Regions from separate parts of the Arachis hypogaea genome. Here region 1 is linked to region 2. Evidence: chromatin contacts called from public Hi-C data. All regions are on one chromosome and are shown on one strand. The core of a region is the stretch at or near the end of the contact, and the rest is flanking DNA. Distances in the headings are between cores, read along the strand shown. Region 1 holds the start of LOC112783668 (mogroside I-E synthase). Region 2 holds the start of LOC112784366.

Region 1 (3,331 bases), core at 169-2,668, 180 kb before region 2:
CTGATTTTGTCTCATATAAAAAGTAAAGTAAGAGACAACATATAATATAATGATATAAAGGTTGCCTTCACCAGTCAATATATTATACAATTTTTCAAACTCTACTAAAAAAAATATATCATATTATATAAAAAAATAACATATAAATAAAGGTTTTAGATAAGTGATAGATATTTAATAAAAAGTTTTGTATAAATCTCACAGAAATCGTTACTGTTTTTTTTTAGAAACTGCTATTACCTATAGCGATTTCTGTATTATATTCCTCCTTTAGAAACTATTGTCTATAGCAGTTTCTGTTTATACGCGGCTATCAATAGCGGTTTATATATATTCCTAATTCGTTGTTGACAGTAACGATTTTGATAGAGTAGTAAAAGTTACAATTGCGTCTTCAATTTTATAAAGTCGTATTTTGATTAAAAAAAAAGGTCTCCAAAAATTTTATTTGAGTAAATTATCCTAAAATAATGTTATATTATATTATATTAGATAAATGAACTGAAATTGAATATTCAAAATGTTCTAATATTCTTTGACTGGATTTTTTTTTTAAGTGTAGAAATTTTTGGACTTACTTTACGTTGAAGATATAAAAGTATTTAGGATACGTGGAATATGCTAAAGTGTAGAATTTAATTTGTTGGGACATTTAAGTTTCGTTAGGATATGACAAGATTCTAAGCTCATTATGTTTTTTGTTTGATATATCTGGTAAGGATTTCAATACATCACAGTTTTGTAGTGTGCACAAAAATCAATTTGGGTTGATTTAGTAGTTAACTCATTAATTAGTTCAAATAAATGTTGGAGTTCGAATTCGGTTTTAATGTGAAAAATTTTGTCCCTTTTTATACGTATTTGTTTCTAAAAAAATATATTATATCTCCCCACAATATCTTTTATATTCTTTTCTTCATTACTTACAATTTTGGAAAATTTAAGCTTGTGATTTTCCAAACTATGTGAATCATTGGAAGAAAAAAAAAAAGGCAAAGAAAATGAAAATATTAATCTTAGCTTATAAATGTTTAAATGGAATAACTTATATTTTTTTGTTAACAAAGAATTTAAGGTTAATACTGTTTACCCTACTATAATAATGTAACAAAAATTTTAGCCGTCGGGACTTATTTAAAATTATTGTAGTGAATTAAGATACGGCTATGAGTTTAGACTCTATCTGTATTAATGAAATAGAATATCTTAAATCGGATGATAACATAAATAATAAATTAGTATAGTTCTGTTTTACATTCTCAATCAATTAAAATTTACTTTTTCAGTGGAAGATGATGAATACATGTTTTATTGTATTATATACATGTACATATCCTCAATTTGCCGCCCATAATTTGTCCCTATTATTTGCCTTTGTCCTTTATAACTAACAAATGTCCACACACACACATATACATATAACAAACACAAGTAGTGTTTAATTCATTATCATAGAAATGGAGAACAATAATAATAGCAGAAAGGTGCATTGTCTAATTCTATCTTTACCAGCTCAAGGTCATATCAACCCCATGATTCAATTCTCCAAACTCTTGGAACACCAAGGAATCAAAGTCACCTTTGTTTCAACCGTTTATTACTGCAAGAACTTGCATCAAGTGCCTCCAACAATTTCACTTGAGACCATTTCTGATGGCTTTGACCACACTGGCCCTTCAGGTTCTGTATATACTATATACCATCGTTCAATTAAATTTATGTATTTAAAAAATAATTATTTTTACTTCAATAATATTACATAGATATTTGTGCAAAAATTTTAGACTAAAGTTCATAAAAAAATTCTATTTTGTAGATTGTATAAAAACAGTGTGTAAACAACTAGATTTATCAAATTTATGGGACAACATACTCAAAATCTGCATTTTTTTGTTCGTGTTTAATATTAAAAATACTATATGTATATAAAAAATTAATCATGTATTATAAGTAAATATATATATTTTATATATATAACTGAATTATTAACATTTTTAGTGTATAGGTCGATTAATTTATTCAATATTCGTATTTATACTTTTACAATACATACAGGTGCTAAGAACTACGGGGTTTATATGGATCACTTTTGGAGAGTTGGGCCAGAGAATCTAGCAAATCTTGTGGAGAATCTTGGTCGGAAAGGGTATCCAGTTGATTGCATAGTGTATGACGCATTCTTCCCATGGGCACTAGAAACTGCCAAGAGATTTGGGATTGTTGGTGCTGCTTTTCTCACTCAAAACATGGCGGTTAACACAACATACTATCATTTCCATTTGGGGAAGATTCAAGTTCCATTCACGGAGGAAGAGTTTTCTTTCCCAGGGTTGCCGAAACTTGATGTTGCTGACATGCCTTCTTTCTTCTTCACTTATCAGGAAAAGCCGTTTTTGCTTGATTTGTTGGTGGATCAGTTCTCCAACATTCACAAAGCTGATTGGATTCTTTGCAATACATTCTACGACCTTGGTAAAGAGGTAATTAACAGAAGATACTCATAGGTTTAGTATGTAATAATAAACTAACAAATTACTTTCAGGTAAATGATTGGACAAGGAAATTGTGGCCAAAATATAGGACTATAGGACCAAACATACCATCAATGTTCTTAAACAAGCAATATGAAAACGACCAAGATTATGGTGCTGCAGCATTCGAGAGCGAAGATTGCATGGAATGGCTAGACAACAAACCAAAAGGTTCTGTTGTTTATGTATCATTTGGGAGTTTGGTTATGGTTGGAGAGGATCAAATAGAAGAAGTAGCCTATGCTTTAAGGGAAAGTAATGCCTACTTCTTATGGGTGGTAAGGGCCTCTGAGCAAATTAAGCTTCCCAAAGACTTTGAAAATAAATCTGACAAGGGCTTAGTTGTAACTTGGTGCCCCCAACTAAAAGTCTTAGCTCATGAAGCTATTGCTTGTTTTGTGACACATTGTGGTTGGAACTCTACATTGGAAGCTTTGTGTTTAGGTGTTCCAATTGTTGCAATGCCACAATGGTCAGATCAAAACACAAATGCTAAGCTTATTGTAGATCTTTGGAAGATGGGAATTAGAGCTCCTATGGGTGAGAACAAGATTGTGAGACAAGAAGCACTAAGACTTTGTATAAGGGAAATAATTGACAGTGAACAAGGGAAAGAGATCAAGAATAATATGATTCAATGGAAGAATTTGGCTATAAGAGCAATTAGTGAAGGTGGAACTTCTTATGAAAGCATCAAAGAATTTGTGAATAGTTTACTTTGCCTAAATGCTACATGTCCTAAAGTATGAATTACATTGTGATTTGAACAAAAAACTCCTTTGAAATGTACAATTGCCTGT
Region 2 (3,527 bases), core at 226-2,725:
AATAAAAGTAAAAATACTAAAAAAATGAAAAAAATATTTTCTGAGAAGGTACAATTTATATCTTTTTTAAAATATTTAAAAAAAGATATTTTTTGTATAATAAATAAATAAATAAATACATTTATATTGTTATACCCAAATATAATTGATAGATAAAAAGATCTTTTTACATGAGATATTCAAACATAGAATTACTTTTACTTTTTTAAAAGATCTTTTAAAAAAGATAACTCAAAAAATATCTTCTTTTAAAAGTTCACCCAAATATGATCTTAGAATAGCATCAGGAAGTGGGAACGGGTGTATATTAGAGGTTGGACTCAAAGTGAGTCAAGCTAGCTCATGAGCCAGCTCGTGTTTGACTCGTTAATAGTTCGATAACCTGAATTCATGAGCTAGTGAGCCAAGCTTGAGTTTGGAATTGAGCTCATAAATTAAATGAGTCGAACTTAAGTTTGGATAAACTCAACTCATTAGCTCGTAAGCCGACTCAATTATATATATATTTAAAATAGTAATATATAATTTTACATATATTAATTTATTGATATAGAATTATAGAATGATTCTTGTTATTTGAGTCATCTCGTGAGTTTGAGCCAGATCATGAGCCTTCGATGAGTCGAGCTTAAACTTAAAAAATAGACTCGATTATTAATGAATTAAACCGTGAGTCAAGCTCAATTTTCATGAGTTGAACTTTAGTTTCTCGACTTATTTCCGATCCTAATTGTAGGGGAGTGATGTTTGGGCTGAGTGTTTTGGCCCACCTGAATCGGTCCACAACAAAAAAAAGGTGCAAGTAAACAGCAGGAAAATAGAGCAAGGGGACCGTTAGCCACAATCTTGAATAAGAATGTCCTCTTATGCCAGCAGGAGGAGAGATCCAATCAACTGCAGTATAATATAGCCCAAAAAGCCTTCTAATTTATTAACCTCTTTTACTTAAACTACTTGTTCAAACGCTATTAAATCTGATAAAAAAAAACCAACGCAAGTTGGCACAGATGGATGAGGGTCTGTGTCCCTTAACCATCTCTCCCGGGTTCGATACTCACTGGAGGATGGGAATGGAGTTTGCTTGCTTGGGAGGGTCGCCCACTTTGTGTGCCTCTGCAGTACCCGAGGGATTAGTCATTGGGCTTCCGACCTGATGGATACCCTGGTACACACCAAAAAAAATCTGATAAAAAAAAATTTGATAAAAAAAAAATTTATTTTTTATTTTTTAGTGGTTTAAAAAAATTTTTATAGTAAAAATAAAAATATTAGAAAAATAAAAAAATTTTCTTTAAGAATTTATAATTTATATTTTTTATAAAAATTTTTTTTTAAAATATTTTTTACATAATAAATAAAAAATATTTTTATTTTATTTTAATCAAACATAATTAATAAATAAATAAATTTTTTTAGATAATATATCTAAATATAAAATTATTTTTATCTTATTTTTTTAAAAAATATCGTTAAAAAAAAAATTTCCGAGAAAGGCGCGCAAACAACCTACTCGACCTTCAGTGCATAAACATTTGTGCCGTGACTGCCGTCGGACCTAGCGTTTCACTGCACTTTCCAGCAACTAGTCCTATTGCATCATCCTCCATGGACGACTTCGACATGGATGCACCATCCTTCTTCGGGGAAGGTTCAAACGATGATTTCTGCTATTCCATCCTCTCTCGCTTCTCCGGTTCCACCAAGGAAAGCCACTTGCATCTCTGCGCCGTAATCGGGGCTATGTCTCAGGAGCTCAAGGAACAAAAACTCGCGTCCTTCCCTGTCGCTTACTTTGGCGCTGCATGCTCCTCCCTGGACCGCATGTCAGTGGAACCCAACCCTCCCAGCCACGTCATCGGCGCCCTCCTCACTGTTATATCCCTCCTCATCCCGAGAGTGCCCGCTGCGGTGCTGAAGAAGCAGAGGGAGTTCTTGTCGGAGCTGGTGGTGCGAGTTCTACGGTCGTTGAGGGAATCAGAGAGTGTCATGGTTTCAGGATTGAAGTGCCTTTCGCATTTGTTGATTAGAAGGGACAGTGTGAATTGGTCCGATGTGTCTCCGTTGTTCACTGTGCTGTTGGGGTTCCTTACTGATTCACGACCTAAGGTATATTACCTTCTCTGTGACTTCAAAAACCGAATTTTCAGTTTGTGAAAATCAATGGATATGGGAGTGATGATACCACGATAAAGGTTTCACATTGATGAGGATATTGTTGGCGATGTCCCCAAGTTCTTACAACTTTTATGCTTAGTTGATCCTATTCTAATAAGAATTGTACATTACCTATGGTTGGGTCTTGCATATAGCTTTTGTTCTTCTTTTAGATTTCTTCTTCTGTTCTTGATTATTAAGGATACTGAATGTTTGCTAAACTGTGGTGCATAGTTGAATCTTGTGTATGCTAACTAAATCTTTTATCAGGTTAGAAGGAAATCTCATTTGTATCTTCGTGACGTCTTGCTAAACTTACAAAAATCTTCCCTCTTAGCCTCCGCAAGTGAGGGAGTCAAAAATCTCCTGGAAAGTTTTTCTCTGCTGGCTCATAGAGCAGATGCTAATGCTAGTGAAGGAACTGTGGGAGCCCAGCAGGTTCTGTATATTCTTGATGCTTTGAAAGAGAATCTTCCCTTTGTGTCGCTGGAAGACAAGACCAGCATTCTCGAGAACTACAAAATTCTCTTGAATTTGCATGAACCTCTAGTCACAAGGCGAATAACAGATGGCTTGAGTTTTCTTTGTCTTTACCCAACATCAGAAGTTTCGCCCGACCCATTACTTGAGTTGTTGTGCTTGTTGGCTCATTCTATCTCATCAAATGAGACTTCCGGAGAGGGAATGACATTTACTGCTCGCTTGCTCGCTACTGGAATGAATAAAGTTTATTTGCTCAAAAGACGAATATGTGTGGTTAAGCTCCCTCTTGTCTTTAATGCTCTCAAAGGTAAGATATCATATCCACTTTTCCTTTTTGAATGATTTAATTATGTTGCACTTCTTAATGCTCTCTGTCACATGTTCATGGTTTGTGCACGCATGTGTGTTCATATGTGCTTACCTGTTTCGAAAGGTACTTCCTCAAGTATTGTTTTTTTCCTTTGAATATGCAGATATTTTGGCATCTGATCATGAAGAGGCAATATATGCAGCCACTGATGCCTTTAAGAGCATGATTAACTCTTGTATTGATGCACGTTTGATTAAGGAGGGAGTGGATCAGATCTCTTTTAGTGATGACAGAGGATCGTGGAAGTCAGGACCAACCATTATTGAAAAAATCTGTGCAATTGTTGAGAGCTTACTTGATTATCGCTATAGTGCTGTCTGGGACAGAGTATTACAAGTTGTTTCAGCTATGTTTAATAAATTAGGTACTTTGTTTGCTGTGAGATCCCATTATCCTTTTTGCACTGACGACCTCTTTTTGTCGTTGATTAGACTAAGAGGCCAGGGAGTATTATTTCTAATTTAACAATTATGATTATGATTTAATTTGTCTAGATCATGGATGGTGTGATTAAATTATC

The links. A called contact is a pair of places that touch in the nucleus more often than the background predicts.
Region 1: a contact with region 2 is called in a Hi-C map of leaf, with 2.6 times the contacts expected there. The contact joins the promoter of LOC112783668 here to the promoter of LOC112784366 in region 2. A contact is called at or near these places in 4 of 8 Hi-C or Micro-C datasets (leaf and an unstated tissue).

What each region holds. Positions count from the first base shown.
Region 1 is chr20:134,700,788-134,704,118 of arahy.Tifrunner.gnm2.J5K5, reverse strand. LOC112783668 (mogroside I-E synthase) reads left to right here and starts at 1,418. Exons shown (of 3, transcript XM_025826706.3): 1 at 1,418-1,680; 2 at 2,056-2,480; 3 at 2,543-3,331. The coding sequence starts at 1,458. The coding sequence ends at 3,280.
Region 2 is chr20:134,515,658-134,519,184 of arahy.Tifrunner.gnm2.J5K5, reverse strand. It overlaps LOC112784366, which reads left to right and starts at 1,475. Exons shown (of 18, transcript XM_025827545.3): 1 at 1,475-2,106; 2 at 2,425-2,944; 3 at 3,111-3,371. The coding sequence starts at 1,606.